2 separate regions of the Mus musculus genome follow, and region 2 is linked to region 1. A link is a contact called in public HiChIP or PLAC-seq data. All regions are on one chromosome and are shown on one strand. Each heading gives the region's core, a stretch centred on a gene start, on an enhancer-like site or on the middle of the called end of the contact. The rest is flanking DNA. Distances are from core to core; before and after follow the strand shown. Region 1 has its middle 150 kb from the start of Gm12511. Region 2 has its middle 25 kb from the start of Gm34482.

Region 1 (4,421 bases), core at 973-3,472:
CTGGGTCTTTGATGCTATGAGAGCCTGAGAAGTCCTGAGTGGTTTCTGATGCTACTTCCAAAGGGTTGCTCTGGAGTGATGTGTACATTGGTTGTTTCACTAATTCAGGGTGTTGAGGACATAAGGCACAGTGGTGCCCCTTCTGTACCACCTCCATGCCGGCTTCTGAGGACCATATTAAGAACATATTAAGAACATATTAAGAACATATTAAGTACAGTGACAAACCTAGCTTCTGTCATAGGCCATCTGTGCCTGGTCTTATTGGCCATGTAAGTTCAAAGACACATTGAAGCAGGCACATTTGGGACATTTTTGAAGGGCAGAAAGCCAGCTTGGGGTAGGCAAGGTAGGGTTTTTATGTGTGATCATGTGAGCTCTCACATGTGTGAGTGTGTGAGTGTGTGTGTGTGAATGTGGAGGGTAGAGGTCAAGTTTGATGCCATTCTTCTGACACTATCCACCTTTTTTTGGGGGGGTGGGGGTGAGGGTTGGGACATGATCTCTTACTGGGACCCAGGGCTCTCAATTAGGCCACACTGGCTGCCCACCATGCTTTAGTGATCTGAGTGTCTCTGCTGTCCCAGTGCAGGAATTACAGGGCAAATGCTTTGCTCGCTGAACACTCCCCTCAGTTCCACACACACGCAGATTGTTCTTTAAACCCTGCTCAATCTTCCCTCTCCATGACTTGGGCAGCTACACCTGAGTCCCAGCTAATCCTGTGAACAGTCTCAGGGCAGCTGGGGGTTTCTCTCAGGAAGTTGATGCATAGAAGTAGGTAACAGATCCCTTGACATTTTGACACGAAGAAGAGAGGGACAGAACATGGCTAAGTACCTTCAATGAGCCTAGCCCCTTGTCAGAGACATCCAACTGTAATGGGAATTCAATTGAGCTCATAAGAAGTGATAGAACTTCCTGAACAGTCCTGTAAACAAGGTGGGGCTAGGGGCTCTGAGCATCAAAAAGCTCTTTGTAGGCTCTTCGGAGAACACCCAAGCAAGCTACACATCGTCGGGTCAACGAAAACCAAGCTTTGTGAGAAGGAAGATCCTGGGAGAAAATGGTTTGAATATCCACTTCAAGTCAGTGGACATCAGGTTAAACTGCTGTTGGTGCAAGCTGCAGAGGCACAGGGGGATAGGGAAACACACGGGATCTGGGGTGGGGCTGGGGCATTTATTTACAGCAGATTTCAGATCGTGAATAGGTGTTTTCTGGTCAGTGAAGAGAGGAAAGCAGTAATATATGCCATCATGTTTAAAAGCTTTTCAGTAGGTTCAGCATGACTGTGGCCATTGGGAGGAGTGGATAGCAATAAGACTCTAGAGAGCCCTAGACAGACTAGCAGGTGTAGGAGCCGACAAGCCAGGGCCGTAGCCTTATACTGAGGAGGGCTCTGACCAAGAGGAGATGCTTTTCCTGTCCCAAGTTGACTTGAACCCAGACCCTATGCCCTTCTATTTCCTGTTTCGTCCCTGATTAGCATAAGCAAGTGACTCTCTAATTTGGGAACTGTTCCAAGAGCACACAATGCTAAAACCCCAACAGAAAGCTGGGAATTTCAAAAAGAGGCATGCCCAGGCAGGGACCCAGCTCCTGAGGGATGGGTGGACAGGAGGAGGGTTGACAGGAAGCCAGCTCAGACCTCTCTTTAAGCTGCTTCTCCTCTGGGGGGAATTGGGGTGTGTGTGTCTTGTAGCAAATATTTGTCACCAGAGGGAAATCTTGGCTGGCCTCAGGATCGCAGATAATTAAGAGATATGATTTATCACTGGCAATGTCTCCAGGCCTGGCCAGAGCATGAGTAAATGTTTTCCAAGCTGCTTGGCCTTTCGCTCAGCCACACTGCTGGGGAGGCTCTGCTTGCATGCCAGGGATCTCAAGTTGTTTGAACTGTGATATAGCAGCAGGGATAGGGGGTGAGCCTGTAGTGCGTCCCAACAAAGGTCCCCTGGGCAGCTAGTCCTGGCTTTTGACAGAAAGGTGGTCTGGTAAAAATCAATAGAACCAGGCAGGTTTGGGAGGAATTCCCACATATATAACAGTGGGCAACTCGCTTGGCTTAACTGATCTGCCTCAGTTTCCTAGTATTTGGAATTAACAGAGAGATTTGAAATGAAGCAATGTTGAGCCGCAGGGAACACTTAGTAATGCCTGGAAGAATTCTTTGGTTGTCACAACTCTGAGAAGGCCATATAGGGAGCGGGAAGAGGTCAGAGTTGCTGGTGAGTGCTGAATGACGACCACGGGATGGCCCTGCCAGTCCTTGGCTCCTGTGTCCCCAGGGCTGAGACTGAGAAATCCTGAGGCATAGTGATGACATAGAGTAGTTGGCGATGTAAGTGACAGCACGTGGGCTGTACTGCTCTGCTGGACATGAAGTGGCCCCGACTGTGCTAAGTCATTACCATGGAAGTTACGAAAGTCATTAAAAAAAAACACACACACTTTAAGGCTACCACCAGTCTGAGGTAGATTTGGAGGAAAAGGCCACCTGAATACAGAAGGACAAATTAGACCTCCCCCACCCCAAAGAGCTCCTCTCTCCTCCCTCTTTTCCTTCTCCTCTGCCCTTTTGTTCACCATTTATTGAGCATGGATTTTTTTTATTAGGAGCTAGAGATTTGAGCTGTGGAATTGACTAGAAGAATAACTTGTATGTCTTTGAAATGTCCCTCAAATAGATCACTATTGATTTTATGAAAAAGAATCCCATAAAGAAAAGCACAATGAGCTATATAGACAAGTTGGTGGCAAGTGTGTGTCTATAGTCACAGCAGTGCAAGGTGAGTTCCCTGAGGCCTGCCTGCAGGGTGTGAGGTCAGCATCCTACCCCATTTTAGTGATCCCCTCCCTGTCCAGTGGATGACTGGAGTCCTTTCCAGATGACTAGCTGCTGTTGGCCTGAGGTGAGGGGCCCTGGGCCAGACCCTGAGTGAGATGTGGATCTGAGCATCCGCTCAGGGACCAACTCTGCTTATGGGCCTGCCCTGCAGCTGGCCATGGGAGTGTTTGCAGAAGGAGAGGAGGGATTGCTGAACAGCTCCCATGTGCCCATCCTGCATTGAAAGGAGCCTGGCTAGATGCCTGGGGCAAGCTGTTGGCTCTTGTTTTCTCTGAAGAGATTGGAGGGGAGTATTTGTATTCCATCTTAAAGCCCTGGCAGCAGGTTTAGGGTTGTCTTGCCACAGCAGAGGCAAAAGCCAGCTTCTAATTTAGAAGTGTGTCTGTAAATGAGAACACACACACACACACACACACACACACACACACACACACACACACACAGAGTGAGAGAGAGAGCGCCATAATTCTCTCTCTCTCTCTCTCTCTCTCTCTCTCTCTCTCTCTCTCTCTCTCAAATTAGCCTCTAGGGTTTCCCCCCTAGTACTTCCAGCCATGGCAAGATGTACCCCTCAAGGAAATGCAATCAATAGGATCGGGTGCTCATAGGACAAAAGAGGCAAGCATAGGAGAGATCAGGTTGCTAGAACTCCCTGCATTTTATGCTCAAGCCTCCCCTGCCCAGAGCAGCTAGACAATGGTTTGGTCTCAGCGTTCCCATAATCCTCTTGCTCATGGTGATGCGTGCATCCCCAGGGTTGACCTCTGTAGACAGTAGCAATACTACCATTTGAATGTGTTTCTTCAAAGCTTTTGGCATGCAATTTTGGTTAATGTGTCAATACTGGAGCTGTTAGGCCCCTTCTTTTAACAAGAAGGTACCCATACCTTTCTCCAGAGAGAGGGGATGATCACTCTGAGAGTCATCTTTCTTTCCCCAGTAACTCCTTTCTGCATCTACTATTTCAATGCAGCAAGAAACCCTCACCAAGTGAAGTGACCTGATCTTGGAAGTCCACAGCTCAAGAAACTGTGAACTAGATGAATGTCTTTTATAAACTTCTGACACTCAGGTATTCTGTTATGCAACAGAAAATGCATCAAGATAGGGTGTAATGAACACTTGGGGATGAGATATTCAGGGGGTTCTATTTCAGATATAGAAGAAAAGACAAGAGGCCAGCAAGCATCTTCTGGTTGGGACTGGGTGGCTTAAGATGCTGGGTGAGGTGGAAGTTCTGGGGTAGGAGTTTGAGAAGATATATGGGTTAGGAGCAGAGTTGGTGTAGAATGGGCCAAGAATATGAGGCTTTTCTTTTCCTGGGATCACTGCCAATAAACCAGTCAGGTCTGAGATTTATGGGAGAGCCATCCCAGAATCCCAAAAGAAAGGATCTATGAAGAATTTTGGACAGTCAGTGAATGGAGAGGCGAAGCTGACTCCTGGCTGTGAGTCTTTGTTCAGGGCTTCTTGATAACACATCCTCCCACCTCTGCTGTATCAATTCATGAACTAATGCAGCCTCAGACTCAGGGACCTTAAAGTCTCCCAGGCCCAGCCTCCACAGCCT
Region 2 (4,421 bases), core at 614-3,113, 210 kb after region 1:
AGTAGGTACCATGTGATCAAATATTGAAGTGGGCCCATTTTCCAAAAAACTAAGAGAACGACCAGTTATAGAAGGAAATCTGGTTACCTTAGCCAGGATAGGTGAGTCTCTTATATCTTCATCCTGTAAGGAAACTTTGAAATAAGTCTTAAAAAAGCCAATTTTATTGACTTTTTAAAAGATGGAATTTCATGTATTCCAAGCAGAGCTTGAATTTGCCCTGTAGCCAAGAGTGAGTTGGAACCCATGATCTTCCTCCTTCTCCTTCCATGCTAGGATTACAAGAGTGTGCCTACCACCTTGTCTCTCTGAGCAGTATCCCTAACTCCTTGTCTGGCAACTGACATTGGCAATTGGAAATCACTGCATGAACTAAAGGAAGCAAAGTTATCTGTCATTGAGGTTGTGACACATCTGAGTGTTTTGTTTCTCTCTTCACTGAGGATAGCAGCCCTCTCTGCTGAGACACAGGGGTATCTTCCTCAAAGGGCTGTCTACATCTTGCTTTCAAGGAAATAAAGTGAGTCTAGAACTCATCTTGCATCCCCTGAGTCTCTGCTGCCTGTAACTCATTATATTAATTACACCCAGGCTGCACATTTTGGGGGTGAAATGTTTTTATCCTTTAGGAGAAAGTCAGATCATAGAAACAATAAATCTGAAATTGTCAACAGCATCCCCCAAATTTTAGAACATGCAAATATGCCCAGTGGGGATCCAGTGCTAATGCAAGCACTGACTTCAAGGCTGCTCCTTTTATCACTTGCACAGTTTTCCTGGTCTACTGATAACTGGTCATGCCGTACTTTTCATTATTCTGGCTGCTGCTGCTAGCTGCTGCAGTCACTGTTCCTCTTCTTCGTTCTTTTCCTCCTCCCTCTCCTCTACTTTATCCTCCTCCTCCTCCTCCTGCCCCTCCTGCTTCTCCTCCTCCTCCTCCTCCTCTTCCTCCTCCTCCTCCTCTTCTTGCTCCTCCTTTTGTTCTTCTTTTTGGTTTGTGTTTGACTGTGTTACCTGGGTCTCACTCTATCCCACTCACTCTGTAGCCTTGAACTCACGGTTATCTATCTCCCTGTCACAGTCTTTTAAGTGCTAGGGATGATAGGCATGAGCTGCTATACCTGCTCATCCCTGCTTATCCTGCTTCTTGACTGACCGTGCTTGCTGTACCCCCAGGATACCATACCAGCTCTCCTCCATCTTACTGGCCCTGAGTACTCTTTTATACAACTCAGTTTATATGTTCATTTTGCCTTCACCTGGGCAATAATTCTCCATCCTTAAAATAATTCCATTAACCTGTGTATGTCCTGTCCATGTCGAGTCTGATTAGGATCCTGGAAAGGACAAATATATGAGATCTTACTTCTCTATGCAGACATAGCATTAGGTAGCTGTAAGGCCATTAACATAGAGGAGAGAGTGCTGGGAAGAAACGTTATCACTGGGAAGAGAGCAACAAGCATCAAGAAAAGATGCCTTAGAGGAAAGAGGTCACTGTGAACCCCTTCAGACAAGAAGGATTGAACCAGGGACAGGGGAGGCTATAGGTGGAGTGATGCAGGCCAAACAAGCATCAAGTGCACAAATGTAAAGCTCTCAGCTTACACCCCCCAGCCAGGTTACAGGACCCACAAGGAAAATAACACTGTGTTATTTCCTAATATAACCTGGGCCAGGGATCAGTCTTAGAGACTGAAAATATATCTAGCTTACCTCTTATTTTGTTTAATTCATGATGTTGTTAAGAGTTTTATATTTTTAAACGACTAGGAAAAATTACTCAACCGATCAGGACTACTTCATGACACATAAAAATGCTATGCAATTCAGATGTCAGCATCCATGCATATAGTCATATCAGAACCCAGCCACGCCTGCTTATGTATGCATTACCCAGCACTGCTTCTGAGCTATTGTAGCTGAAGTGAGTAATAGCAGGAGACCATTTGGCTCATGAAGTCTAAATCATTTCTTATCTTGCCCTTTACAGGAAAAGCTTGTTGACTTGTGGCTTAGGCTAAAGAATCCGACTACTGAGGCTCCAGTTCTGAACTCTCTTTCTCCCACCTGTGTGATTTTGGACCATCAATTTTTTTCACATTTTTTTAATTGGATATTTTCTTTATATACATTTCAAATTTCAAATTCTATCCTCCCCCTATATCCTCCCCCCTGCCATGTTCCCCTACTCATCCACTCCCGCTTTTTGGCCCTGGCATTCTCCTGTACTCGGGCATATAAGGTTTGCTAGACTGAGGGGCCTCTCTTCCCAATGATGGCCAACTAGGCCATCCTCTGCTACATATGCAGCTAGAGACACGAGCTCTGGGGGTACTGGTTAGTTCATATTGCTGTTTGGACCAACAATTTTATCATCACTCCCTGTCACTGTTTTCCCATTTGAGGATAAACATGAGTTGTTATGGAAACTGGGTTAGTACACTCTAACCTGGGAGGTTTAGAGTAGTGTCTTGCACATAACAAGCTCTCAGTAAATGTTTCTTATTCCCTTTGTGGCGGAGGAGCTCAGCTGCAGGCTTGGCATCTTTTCTTATTCAGAGGATATTTCTTGAAAGAATGAAACCGTGAGGAAGTGCATTGAGGTGTGTCCTCGAGACCATCACTAGCTCTGTGCTGCTTTCCAAAGGGGCTGAGGAGGGAATTCCAGTCTCCAGTGCCTTTTCCACTCTCCAGCATCGCCGGAACATCTGCTAGTAATCTTGGTCTTGTGGCATTTTTTTCCCTTCTGTTTTTGTTAATTTTTAAAAGAATCTTTGGGCTGTGGATGATGGAGAGAAAAAGTCCAGGGTGAGGGGCGATGACTGTGGAGTGTGTGCAGTGGGGAACAACTAGTATGGACTTTTGACATGAGAGATAATGTTTCCAGAGAGTAAGGGGCCCCCAACATAAAAAAAAATTCTCCAAGAAAAAGAGAACTAGTAACTATTTCTTAGAGTCTCCTTGGAGCACTGTAGGCAGATGGTGTGTTTTAATATGAGAGACTTGTTCCAGCCTCCCAGGGCAACCAGCGCGTGGCCATGGGTCCAGAAAGGCAGCTTGCTCATCCGTAGGCTGAATACTTCTGTGTAACAAGACTCTCTTGCGGCTTAGAAAAGGCTTTCAGTCTCCTTGAGACATCTGTTTTGTAAAAATCAGCCCAGCACGCTCAGAGCATCACCAACAGAGTCTGTATTCATCCTTCAGGGGCCATTTTATCTGCACACTGACTGAGACCCTAAAAACTCGGAGCCAAATCCTGTCCCGCATCATTACCCACCCGGATTCTTGATGATTTTAGTTTCTATAATCAGGGCAACATTATCTTTACCTCGCAAAGAGCGGAGTGTGGATTCGCATCTCATTGTCCACAGAGTTCCAACCATTAGCACCGAATTGGTGAGTGGGTTTTTACCAGCTATGTGTCCAGTTTCAGTGGAGAGGAGGAGAAACAAAACCCACAACCGCAGTGTGGCCAAGTAATTGCTTTCAATGTACTGAACAGTCTGAGCCCTGTCTCACTACAAGCAACTCAGCCTGTGGACTGCACTGAGCTTGCTTCAAGCTTGTTCCTTGTTTACAGTTCTGCAGCTTACCCCGAGCGGGGGAGGGGGGAGGGGGGAGGACGCAATGCGTGACTCTTATGCACTTACCTCCCAGTACATCCCGTACATGGAGAACTGGAATCTCGCTTGGACGATAATTACCGTGATTATAATTCCCCCGTGGAACTTGTAGAGTGAGCTCCCTAAGCAATTCCTCAAGCTTGTCAAACCACTGCCTTGATTTGCTTATGAAAGGCAGTTCTAATCAAAAGAGGTAATTACAATATTAAGTGCCAAGCCTTGGTGTGCAAACCCTTGAGTCATAGGATATTAAGCTTAATTGAACTGCATTGAAGGAGGCATGCAGCATCATGCACAGGGCTCTGAGCTAATGTGAGCCCCAGCCTAAGCCTTTACTCCAGGAAAGTGGACAAATTACCTGATCTATTAGCCACTCTGGAATCACTGTGTCATATAAGCCAGTGCACCTGCTTCAGGAAGCGCTTTCTTCTTGGAAGTTTTAATGCTTTACAGATTGATGCTTTATATATATATTTATAAAAGTCCTGCCGCATTTTGGTTGTGACCATACTAAGACTGGGCCTGGCATTACAGCCATAATTCACTTCCTCAATCATTCAATCACTGAGTCATTCATTCATATATATAATTTGATATATATTGATATCTTCAGTGATTCAGGTGTTGTGATGGACCATGGTTGCTGAGATAAATTAAGTATGTTCTAGATCTTCTATAAACTCAGCGTTGGTGTGGAAAGCTAAGTCATCAAAAGATGATTAAGCTCAGATGTGAAAACATTGTAATAAGACAAAGTTCAGGAGGAGTAGAGGGGAGAGTCCTGCTTCTCCAAGG

What was found. HiChIP or PLAC-seq counts read pairs in DNA pulled down with a chosen protein or histone mark.
Region 2: a contact with region 1 is called in a FOXA1 HiChIP or PLAC-seq map of pancreatic cancer cells. The contact joins two enhancer-like sites. A contact is called at or near these places in 1 of 15 datasets of contacts at CTCF or cohesin (the NIH/3T3 cell line), 2 of 484 Hi-C or Micro-C datasets (the MC3T3-E1 cell line and pancreatic cancer cells) and 2 of 115 datasets of contacts at active chromatin or transcription factors (fibro-adipogenic progenitors and pancreatic cancer cells).

What each region holds. Positions count from the first base shown.
Region 1 is chr4:55,720,304-55,724,724 of GRCm38.p6, forward strand. No RefSeq gene overlaps it. Among named protein-coding and RNA genes, the nearest start is that of Gm12511, 150 kb to the left of the region's middle. Within about 2 kb of position 2,223, at least 70 of the 459 cell types and tissues checked have an H3K27ac peak or open chromatin away from gene starts, as enhancers often do. A contact at or near this core is called in pancreatic cancer cells, where this site is marked.
Region 2 is chr4:55,925,703-55,930,123 of GRCm38.p6, forward strand. No RefSeq gene overlaps it. Among named protein-coding and RNA genes, the nearest start is that of Gm34482, 25 kb to the right of the region's middle. Within about 2 kb of position 1,864, at least 35 of the 459 cell types and tissues checked have an H3K27ac peak or open chromatin away from gene starts, as enhancers often do. A contact at or near this core is called in pancreatic cancer cells, where this site is marked.